Regions from separate parts of the Mus musculus genome. Here regions 2, 3 and 4 are each linked to region 1. A link is a contact called in public Hi-C data. All regions are on one chromosome and are shown on one strand. Each heading gives the region's core, a stretch centred on a gene start, on an enhancer-like site or on the middle of the called end of the contact. The rest is flanking DNA. Distances are from core to core; before and after follow the strand shown.

What was found. Hi-C and Micro-C count contacts between places; a contact is called where the count stands out from the background.
Region 2: a contact with region 1 is called in a Hi-C map of the G1E-ER4 cell line, with 3 times the contacts expected there. The contact joins the enhancer-like site here to the promoter of Eya1 in region 1. A contact is called at or near these places in 5 of 39 promoter capture datasets (the 3T3-L1 cell line, cranial neural crest, frontonasal cranial neural crest and 1 more), 8 of 484 Hi-C or Micro-C datasets (the 3T3-L1 cell line, 3T3-L1-derived adipocytes, the G1E-ER4 cell line and 3 more) and 2 of 115 datasets of contacts at active chromatin or transcription factors (the NIH/3T3 cell line and craniofacial prominence).
Region 3: a contact with region 1 is called in a Hi-C map of pre-B cells, with 7 times the contacts expected there. The contact joins the enhancer-like site here to the promoter of Eya1 in region 1. A contact is called at or near these places in 2 of 39 promoter capture datasets (the C10 cell line and pre-B cells), 6 of 484 Hi-C or Micro-C datasets (B cells, the C10 cell line, neutrophils and 3 more), 5 of 115 datasets of contacts at active chromatin or transcription factors (embryonic limb bud, embryonic stem cells and stem cell-derived neural progenitor cells) and 4 of 9 other capture datasets (adipose tissue, embryonic stem cells, liver and 1 more).
Region 4: a contact with region 1 is called in a Hi-C map of nephron progenitors, with 4 times the contacts expected there. The contact joins the enhancer-like site here to the promoter of Eya1 in region 1. A contact is called at or near these places in 5 of 39 promoter capture datasets (the 3T3-L1 cell line, 3T3-L1-derived adipocytes, the C10 cell line and 2 more), 4 of 484 Hi-C or Micro-C datasets (embryonic fibroblasts and nephron progenitors) and 2 of 115 datasets of contacts at active chromatin or transcription factors (craniofacial prominence and heart atrium).

Annotation. Positions count from the first base shown.
Region 1 is chr1:14,308,892-14,311,598 of GRCm38.p6, reverse strand. It overlaps Eya1 (EYA transcriptional coactivator and phosphatase 1), which reads left to right and starts at 1,400. Exons shown (of 18, transcript NM_001310459.1): 1 at 1,400-1,953.
Region 2 is chr1:14,483,380-14,486,086 of GRCm38.p6, reverse strand. No RefSeq gene overlaps it. Among named protein-coding and RNA genes, the nearest start is that of Eya1, 170 kb to the right of the region's middle. Within about 2 kb of position 1,331, at least 61 of the 459 cell types and tissues checked have an H3K27ac peak or open chromatin away from gene starts, as enhancers often do. A contact at or near this core is called in the G1E-ER4 cell line, the NIH/3T3 cell line and pre-megakaryocyte-erythroid progenitors, where this site is marked.
Region 3 is chr1:14,149,553-14,152,259 of GRCm38.p6, reverse strand. No RefSeq gene overlaps it. Among named protein-coding and RNA genes, the nearest start is that of Gm39596, 110 kb to the right of the region's middle. Within about 2 kb of position 1,394, at least 23 of the 459 cell types and tissues checked have an H3K27ac peak or open chromatin away from gene starts, as enhancers often do. A contact at or near this core is called in B cells and pre-B cells, where this site is marked.
Region 4 is chr1:14,461,273-14,463,979 of GRCm38.p6, reverse strand. No RefSeq gene overlaps it. Among named protein-coding and RNA genes, the nearest start is that of Eya1, 150 kb to the right of the region's middle. Within about 2 kb of position 1,374, at least 23 of the 459 cell types and tissues checked have an H3K27ac peak or open chromatin away from gene starts, as enhancers often do. A contact at or near this core is called in embryonic fibroblasts and nephron progenitors, where this site is marked.

The sequences.
Region 1 (2,707 bases), core at 151-2,650:
TAAATAGAACTAATGTAGCATTAGATTTTACCTGACTGCAACAGAAAACTCCATAATAGACTTTGTTTTTTCTGCACATGCACTTTGGTATGTTGAATAACTGATCCTTCTGGTCTGAGAGAGTGCTGTAGGAGGTAACGTAACTATGTCAGCTGCATATATGATCCAATAGCAATCAACTGTTTTTTTGACCTGGCTTCCCAAATATGGTAGATACCTAGCTCATGGTTCCTTGCTGGTGCTGAACAAGATGAAATCCTAGGTGAGTTTGAAGTCCCAGCTGCCTCTTAGGTTTGACAAAGTGCTCCTTTGCAAGGAATTTAGACTGGCATCCTTTCTAGGAGGGGAAGGGAGAACTCCTGTTTGGAATTTTGGTCCTTAGAACCATTTAGTTGGGTTTTGTTTGCATCATCTGAAGGTGCTTTCGTTTCCTAATTGGCAGAGTTAAGGTAGGACCCATCTATCTCCTCTATTAGTTGATGTGAAGTTACTGTGATGTAAAAACATGTTCATACCAAGGTGAGAAATTAAAATAAGGAGACTTTTTTTTTAATAAAAAGAGCACATAGAATAGAAATATTGGTGATGATAAAAATACCTTCTTAAAATGCATATCCAGACTTAATTTCAGAGTGAGTGTTAGTTTGCATTTGCATTTAAACTGTGATATAGGACCGACAAAATATTAACCCATATAAGGAGACGCCTTCTTTCAAGATTACAAATTATCATAATGGCTAAACCCTTGACTTGGATAAAACATAGTTTGTTAACTGAAGCTCAGCTCCTAGGTGTCACCGAACGAACGCCTAACTCATAGATTCTGAATTAAGGTTGTGAGTTTTTAAAAGGATAAGTTGCAAAGCAAGTTCCAGACTAAACGAATCTCTTCTCAAGACCCATTTAAAAATGTTAATGGTGAAATATTATCTGGGTCCTAGCCAAAGAACTGAAGCCTTTGGCCTCCTAGCAACCCTTGCAGAATCCTCCGCCAGGCTTTCATTGTTAAGCTGCTAATAGCTAACACGTTTGCCCATTCTCCCTCTACTTCATAGAAACAGCTTTTTTTTTTTAAATCTTCTCCAGACCTGTAAGTAGGTAGGTACTTTAGGAAAAAGTGTTAAAAGTATCCGTTCTCCTAAGTTTCAGGTCCTCAAAAAAAATTTTAAAAAAAGTATTGAAAAAGTGTAAAAGATAACATGCAACTACTCCCCAAAGATCTTAATTGGGAGCTACTGGCGCGGGAGGATGTGTGTGTGTTGACAGAGGTTCCCACAAGTTCTTCCCCCACAGCTGTTTATTCAGATATCATGGGGCGCGTCATTTACATAATAAATTTTTTTTTAAAGCAGCGAGGTTGAGTCAGACCAAGCTCTGCTCCTCTCAATTGTTGCATTTAAACCAATAAGGTTAGGACAAGAGACTAGCTGTGGTTTGCGTTGCAAAAACAAAACAAAACAAAAAGCCCCGAGGCTTCGTGGGCAGACCTACAAGGCTGCGCAAACAAATCGGGGGATGAGATTTTGCTGTTTCTTTGTCTAGGCGTCTCAGATGCTATCTGCCGCTGCCGTTCGCTGGGGCGCAAAGCCGTTCCCAAACAGACCGCGGCGAGCTGATGGCTCCGAGCTTGCGGCGAGGTAGCGAGTGTGCAGGGCCACTTCCGACTGGAAGCCTTCCTGTGGCGGTGCGCGGTGGCGGGGTCCTTCCTGGGGAAGGCGATCGCGCTCAGTCGCTCCACAGCCCGAGCCTGCAGCAGCGCCCGGGCGCAGTCCCCGGGAGCCGGGCAATCCCCGGCCTCTGCGCTCCGCTGCCAGCCGCGTCACAGCGCCTCTGAGAGCTCCCGGGTCCCCGTGTTCCTGCACAGCAGCCAAACTATGTCAGGAATGGAGGTCTGCTAACACAGAAAACTCCAAGGAGCACACTAAACCGGTGGAGGCAGCAGATGTGAGCGCTGTAAGTACAAGCTGGTGTTTGAAAAACTGTAATGACCAAGTACTACTTACTGTCTGGTGGGCAAAGCCCGAGATAACTGGAGAGCCTTTATTAGGGTTTTGGTTTGTTTTCAAAGAAAAAAAGCACTGTGGCTTGGGGAAAACAATAACACTGTTTCTGGGACTTTAGAAGCCGCTGGGTTCCGTCGTAAAATTGTAATCTTTACCCTCCAAATGATCGGAGCCATTAGGATCATTAAAGGATCATTGCAAATTAACTACTTTTGTTCTGATTTTTATAGATAAGTAGAACACTAGGTAATATTCTCAGACGGGGGAATTATTTCATATCTTTTCTTAATTGCTGCACTAGCCCCAGAATATTGAGTGGTATTGAACAGGGTTATATCCATACATAGATGTATAGGTACGAAAGGTATACTTAGTGGTATTTATTACACAGATCACTTTTTCTACGGCTAGGTTGATAAATGAGGAAAGGTTTACAACGGAAAACTCAGCAGATGAACAACGAGCTGATAACTATGTTTTCAAGAAGGACACCTTTTTGTTCCAAAGCAAATTTATCAAAGACTTTACTAAGCAGGCTCATCTTCAGTATTCGATACAATAAGCCTTTGGTCCCTTAAAGTATTTGTCCCTCTCTGGCCCTTTTTGTGATTTGAATGCACTTGGAAGCTAAACTCCAGATTTTGAAACTTTTGAATATTCGTGTAAAGCACGGCCCTTCAAAATCAGTATTTGAATTGCTAACA
Region 2 (2,707 bases), core at 82-2,581, 170 kb before region 1:
TGTAATTACATGTTATTTTGTTCTCTCTCTCCAAGGCCTCCCACTCCCCGAACATGAAGCAGTTTTGCTTTTGACCAGCAGTTGACTAATACAGAGGCACAAAAGCAGACAGAGCCACTTATCAAAGACAAATGCCATGTGTTATTGATTGGAGAGGCCTTTCCTGGCAATTTGGCTCCTGTGTGCTCAATCAGGAATGAGCATCTTTTCTTCAGAGGCTCCTGTGTAGGGCTTCGGGTAGGCTGCCTTCTTTCTGCTCTCAGGCTCCCTTTCCCTTAAAGAAACAGCTTCAGGATAGAAAGAAGAACCAGAACTTGGCTGAAAGTGTTGGCATTGCTTAAGACAAAAGAGTAGATGGAGTTTCGGAACTAAGAGTGTTCGTCGCTGCAAGAAGGGAACCAATATCAAGAGTGTTCATACTTGCAAGCAGGGTTGACATCTCCCTTCCTCCTCTTTCTTACTGCAAGCCAACTGTATTTGAAACAAATAACAAAGCACACTGTACTCCTGTACATGTGCTGTGTACATGTATCTCTTGCTCCATGTGCTGACAGAGACAATCTTCACAGCCAGGTCGTGACAAATGAGCAGATCCTTATGGCTGTCACCCTGTCACTAAGCACATCTCCCCTCTCCTTGGCAACCTTCTGTTCCTGTTTTGTTCAAAACATTCCAGTGACCCCACAGATACACATTGTTCATGGGGCTTCCCTTCCAATCAAGTCTGCCTGTTGCTTCAAAAACACATGTATTTTGAATCCTTCCTTCCACCAAAGTACCTTGTTTCTGTTTTCCTTTACTATTGTACCTGCAAGATTCCTCAAGGTGGTGTCATTAGTGGGCAGGTTGTCCTTTTTACCTATGGGGAGTGTACACTGCATATATCTTTTGAAAAACATTAAATATATTTATAAAGTATTTCTTTGAGAACTTTGATTGTTGCATCAGTAAAACCAAGAGAATGAAAGGTACACCACATGACTAATCCTCTTTGTAGCATTATTGCTATTCAGCTGTCTTCCACTCTTAGCCCTTTGCTCCCAGGATTATACTTAGGAGTGGGCACTTTGGAGGTATGCTTATTGTTTCTAGAATGATTCTTTCCTTGCTACCTAAATATCTCCAGGAAAGGAATCAAACCATTGGTTTTTCTCATTATACACTTTTTAAAAGAAGCCTTTTGAATGGGTTTATATACACAGCTAGGCATCAAAGCATATGCATTATGCTCAGCATATCCAGTTATCATTCACTGTAAGCTTGTGAAGTCCTGTGACTCAGCACATCCAGTTATCACTCACTATAAGCTGGTGAAGTCCTGTGACTCAGCACACCCAGTTATCACTCACTATAAGCTGGGGAAGTTCTATGACTCAGCACACCCAGTTATCACTCACTATAAGCTTGTGACGCTCCTGTGACTCATATCGCCTTGGTTCTTTGTCTGTGGGTACAGAACTGTGATGAGGAGGAAAGAGATGATGGCACTCTGTATGTCTCCCAATTATTCCAGAGATCTGGGCTGGGCATAGAGTGGACAGAAGTGTAATCACAATAGCTAGTCTTTTAACGCACCCCCTCCCCCAACAGCTAGAAAGCTTAGCCAGTCCCTCTGGACTGAGAGATGTGTCCTTGTAATTTTCAGTGGGTATGATTGCGTTTGAGATGATTCTAAACCGCCAGTGGCTACACCACTGAAGAAAATCTCTCTGCCTGCCCTAACAGCCATGACTGCCTATAGATCCCCGGGTTCTGATAGGGCCTCCCTCATGAGCCCCTCCCACCTCCATGGTCTGGTAAGTAGTTCCACAGCACTCCACCCCTTCCTGTGCCTGGGGGTAGGTTTCTCAGCAGCTGTATAACAGAAGTGCTAGTATCTCTTTCTCTTTTTTTCCTTAGGTCAAATCATAAGTTTGCAGTTCAAATGGAATCATGATTCAAAAAGTGTTTTGAAAACATTTTAAAATATAATATAATTTGAATGTACTTTTTACTGGCAACATCTCTAAAAAGGGCTGGAGTGGTACCTTAATAGCTAAGAGCAATGGCTGCTGTTTAGAGGAATCAGCTTTGAATCCAAGGACCCCCATGGTAGCTCACAAACATCTATGACTCCACTCTCAGGGTCCCATTGCCCCATCTCCTTCTGGCCTCCATGTGTACCAGCCACGCACACAATGCAAAGACATACATGTAGACAAAAATACCCACATTACATAAAGTGAAATAAATTTAAAAATTTAAAATTTCTAAAAAAATATTGGCCAGCATAAGATATCACAGCATATGTGTTGGTAGCTGACAGGGAGGGTTAAAACTGAGGCATTTCATTACAAAGTTCAGGTGACTTTCTCTAATCTAGAAAGTTTCAGAGGATTATCTTCTAGATCTCTTAAGAATAATGGTACTTTAGGATGCTATTATAATTCTTGAAACTCAAACTTGGCTCCTTTAAGTTAAAGTAAATTTGCATTGCTAATGACCGTTTTTATTTGGTTATTAAATTTCTCAGTTAAAAAAAATCATTAAATTGAGCGTGTATAAATCTTATTTTTGTATTGGGAGATTCTAGAAATAAAAGGTAACTTTGAAATAAAATGGAAAAATTCAATAATAATCTTATTAATAGAAACAAGCCCAGCCTGTAACTGCTTTCACTAGAAGTTATAATATAAATACCATCCACATTAAAAGCCAAACTAGGGGG
Region 3 (2,707 bases), core at 145-2,644, 160 kb after region 1:
AACATTTTAAGGACATTTTTTTCTGCTTTGAAACAATCTTTCATTATGTTTATTTTCTTTCATTATTTTGGATTTTCTCTGGTATCTATAATATAAACAATGTAGTTCATATTAATTATAGAAAAGAGTCGGTTACTTTTACATTTCTGTGGCAAAACGCCCAACAGAAACAAAGGCCAAATTATTTACTTTGTCTTGGACTTTCCAAGGTTTCCATCCATAGAAATCTGTGGCATTGTTACTTCTAGGCCTCTGGTAGGGTGAGTTCCCTGGGAGCACACGGTGCAGCAAAGCAGTTCACAGTGAAGTTGGCAGGAAGCAGAGACAGAAAAATGAAAGGGACTGGGTACAAGATAGATCCTCCCCAGACACTCTCCCAGTAACTTACCTCCTAGAAGTAAATCCCACATCCCCAAATATTATGAGATGCATACAAAAATGTCATTGGGATTTTAAAGGACTTATAACAAAGACAATCTAATCAATTTGCTAATATGCTACAAGCATTGGGGCTACAAATTTTCCCCTATTATATTGAGTGTATTTAAGAGTAGCTGCTTGTATTTTCATCCCCCACAAAATCTACTGTTGAATGCACCTGTGGAGGAGTCACGGTAACTAAGTTATGTACTAGCCAGTACTCAGCACATACCTCCAGTGGAGTCAGGGTAACTGAGTTATGTACTAACCATTACTCGGCACGTGCCTCTGAAGGAGTCGGGGTAACTAAGTTATGTACTAGCCAGTACTCAGCACATACCTCCAGTCGAGACAGGGTAGCAACATCAGATTCTCACATCTTTATGTGATACGAACCAAGGCATCTTTAGAGCTGAAACAAAACGAACTGAAAATAAACAGATGTCTTTGATGAACAGACTTTGCGTTTCTCTGCAAAGTCAAACAAACTTGAGTCTTGGCTGGCACACTTCAGCTGTTCCATGATTATGTAAGAGCTAGAGTGGACCCAAAATAAGAGCGGACGGTTTTCTCGACAGTTTAAACAAGTAGAGCCTGCCCTCACCCACCCACACCTCCTTCAGCCAACTGTAGCTTAATAAAATCTAAGGGTGACCATCAGGGATAAGTGGTTTATTATTTCTAAGGCTATATTACCAGCTGCATACTTATTATAACTGCTCATAACTAGACATGGTTTATTCTATTTATAGCATTTAATACTATTTTTTAAGTTTAAATAAACAGATTGAAGAAGTGAAGTCTGCATAGTAATGTTTTTACATAATATAAAAGGTATGAAACACAACCTTTTCCTTCCTTCTGTGGAGTCTAATGAAACCGCCAGTTGTTTATTTTAGCACCAGACACTCTTGGCCTGCAGAGCACGGAAAGACACAAGACAGTCTTGCTTTGATGTTTCTAGAGTTAACCAAAGAGCTCTTACAAACTAAGATAGCGAAACTGCTCTTGCCTGTCCAGGGCCCAGTCTGCACTGTGCCCACTCACTCCCTTGGCAAACAGGACTCCTAGCTCACAAAGGAACAGATCAGCAGTGCTAATGTGAGGGGAAAGAAGCCATTTTTATCTGACCTGGAAATGTTAACCCTTTATGGGACAGAGATAGCTCCAAAATCTGATAGATGAGGTCTGATTCCCTACCAACAGCCATATACAGACACACCTGCATAATAGCTTGTATGATTTCAGGAGCTCACAGACAGCACCTATTCTCTTCCTAGGTCACAGTTTTTTATTGTATGTTGTAAATTAATGTGACAAGTGAGAGATGCAAGGCAAAGTGATAATCTTGTTCTTTGATTTTTAGTGAGTTTACCAGAAAAATAATACCAGAAGCAAAATACCTAGAAATGGTGAAGAACCTTGCCAGCAGATGATGTAAAGAACTCAGCATTGTCTAAAGAGAGGTCTAGCCCATACCTCAGCTAATACTGTGATGGTTAGATTTTTTAAAAAAGTGTGTGTGTGTGTGTGTGTGTGTGTGTGTGTGTGTGTGTATGTGTACATGTGAGGTCAGAGGACAAGGTGCCAACCCTTCCCTTCTACTTGGAAACAGGCTCTCCTCTCTGCTATATAAGTCAGGCTAGCTGGCCTGTGGGCATCTGGAGATTCACTTATCTCTGCCTCTATCCTTACCATAGAAATACTGGGGTTATAGACACATGTTTGGCTTAATATAGACTCTGGGGTCCTAACCTCAGATCCTCCCCAGCCATCATGATGCATCATGGTTGTCTACTTACTGAAAGTAGAACTTGTCTTGTTGACAAACTTCCGGGAATTTTCATAGAGGTTGGACTGAGGAATGTGGGCAGCACCATTTATGTGTTGGGGCCCTAGACTGATTAAACAGGAGGAATCCAGCTAGTCACAGATACTCTACCTCTCTCTGCTTCCTGACTGCAGACCCACTGTGACCAAGTGCCATACTCTCCTGCTGCTCGGGAGACTGGACCATCATATCATGACCTGACGCAGATTGTTCCTTCCTTAAGATGTTCCTGCCATGTCTTCTATCAAAGCAATAAGAAAACATTCTCTTGTTCCTGCCATACCAGTGTGAGAGTCAAAGCTTGAGATTAAGTAGAAATCACTAGCCTACTGTTCCTCAAGCATCCTCCCCCCCCCCAGCCCCTTTACTGTTAGATTGCTAATGTCTACATACAAGATTAAGCTAAGGACTTGAGGTGGGAAGCTGAGTTTAGACTCTCAGGCTGCTATTCTGAAG
Region 4 (2,707 bases), core at 125-2,624, 150 kb before region 1:
TGCTATATTTTAGTCTTAATTTTATTCAACAAATACGAGGTTATCATATAATTTGTTGCATGTTGACTGGAAAGATTTTCAGGCTATTGTATGTTTAAAGTAAACTGTGCTGTGGCTAACACACAGGATGGCCAAGAATGCCACACATTTTTAGAGAATCAACTCAGAAAAGGTCAAAGGCATGTTGAAGACATTTATTACTTATAGTACAGATGAATATGCATTGCACAGGAAATTGTTTTCTTTTAAATCAGAAGTTTTCAAACTGTGGGCCATGATTCCTTTGGGGGTCCAATGAGCCTTCTACAGGGGTTGCCTAAGACCATCAGAAAACACAGATATTTACATTATAATTCATAACAGTAGCAGAGTTGCAGTTATGAAGTAGCAATAAAAATAACTTTATGGTTGGGGTGGTCCCCATAACATGAGAACTGTATTAAATGGTTGCAGCATGTAGAAGGTTAAGAACCACTGTTCGCATGAAAGAATAGAAGCCGGAGACCAAAGTACCATGAACCAAGGTACAAACAGGAAATACATCATTGTCTGACGCACTCTGTGTCACCTATAGAGCAAACACACACATCTTAGGGAGAAAGAAAGGGAATTAAGTAATACCGTAATTAAAGTTCTGAGTTCAAGTAGAGGACAACTTAGGTTTTGAACTCAGGTCTTTTCTGGTCATTAAATGAAGCCACCGAAATACCAATTATGTCGCTGGCAAGTGTCCATCTCAAAATTAAGTGTGTAATGAATTAAGCAGAAAGGAAACTATAATCTCTTTTGTTTTGTTGTTGATTTTTGACTCTGTTGGTTAGTCCTCTGCCGCTTCTTCATTGAAGCTGTTGAGCCTTGCTTTCTGCATTTGGTATTCTGCTTTTTCTGATGGATGCCCCCCTAAAATCCAGACATAGTCATTACTTAGTAGATATGAGAAACTTCCCCTAAGGCAGAGCCTTTCTAACAGGAGGGAGTGCTGACATTACACCTAACTTTCAGAGAGGAAATGTTATTGTCCCCTCATGTTTACATGGTCCTCAAGTTTTTCTTTTAGCTGCTGAGAGTAAGAAACATTATCACTTTGACAACCTTGTGCTCAAGCACTGCTGGAAAAAAGAAGAAACCGAGAGGTGTAATGAGGGCTGATGAGGCCAGCAGTGTTGACTAATTCAGGAGGGAGGGTGAGTTAAGCTGTTTTTTTGGAAACAAGATCTAAGACTGTAAGTGTAGGGCAGAGATCTGAGGATCCTGTGGAGCTGGAAAATCGGTGACAGTGGCAGACTGGTTTCTCCACCCAGTTGCTATGGCTGCCACATGACTCAAAGGTCTCTGTGTTAGAAATCTTCCAGCCGAGCTGCTGGGGGTGATCCACACATCCTTTAAGGGGTGTGGTCTGCTGGAAGGAATTTAGGGCACTCAAGTACTTGGAAGGCTGTATGGTTGTGAGTATGGTTGTGAGCAGGTCTCATGATACAATGGATGTAACAGTAAGTCGGGCTCCTAATTTTTTCTGGCTTTTAGTGTCATTATGCAACTTCTCATCTTCCGTGCCCTCCTGCTATGATGGAACCTGTCTTGTGGTAACTCATTCCTCACCATAATAGCAAAGAAATAAATGAAAAATAGATATATATGTTCTTTACTTGAAATCAAAATACAGTGAAAGTAACCTTTTGTTTACACAACTTAAGAAAGGACACTGAATTAAAGGTATCTGATCTTTTCTTTGAAAATATGTCAAAACATACTCTGTGGTTACTGTGTAACAGGAAGTTTAGTGAGGTAAGATCCATTTCCCAAATATTTAAAATATTTCTAGGTAGATGGGAAATTCATCTTAATATGTTTAATGTAGAAGATGAGCCCACGAATTCAGGGTTGGCTCCTTTGAATCTCTGGGTTCTTCAGCTACGCAGGTGGCTTTTGTCACTGATGAAAGCAGGCTGTGCATCTCTCTCTCTCTCGTGGCCTAAAATGGACTTGATGCAAGTGAATGATGCAGAAGCCAGCATACCACGTGGCCTAAGAGTCATGTTGAGGGTCAAAAGGAAGACATGTAGATCAGGCAGAGAATGAGACTCTAAGGACTTAGGAACATTTTCAAAGTGGATGAGCCAAAGATGGTACAACCCCTGTAGACAAAGGACAGTGTACTTGGTGTCAGCTCTCTTTGAGGGAGTGTGATGATTAATCTCAATTGTCAACTTTATGGAGTGTAGAAACACCAGGGAAAAGAGTCTACTAGAGCTGGCTCAGACAGGTTATCTCTATGAAGTTAATTGAAGTAGAAAGACCTGCCCTCTCTGACTTACAGCATTCCTGGATGGGGATCCCATACTATATACAAATATGAGAGTGAGTATAACACATACTATATCTGTTGTGTGCTTCTTGATAATGGCTGTGAGGTAACCTGCTGCCTAAGTCCCTGCTGCCTTGATTTCCCTGCTACGATAAGTGTGCCTTTGAACCTATGAGCCAGAACAACTCCTTTCTTCCTTAAGATGCTTTGTCATGGCAACAGGAAAGGAAGCTAAGACAGTGAGCAAATTACTCAATGAAGGGTACAAAAGATGGCATACCATTGATCTGGGCAGTCTGAGTGGGACAGTGAAGGAGGAAATCAGATTGCTTGTATTGACAAATCTAAAAGAACTAAGACATTAGGACACAATCCTGAGATTCAGCGAGGCTCTCTAGAAGT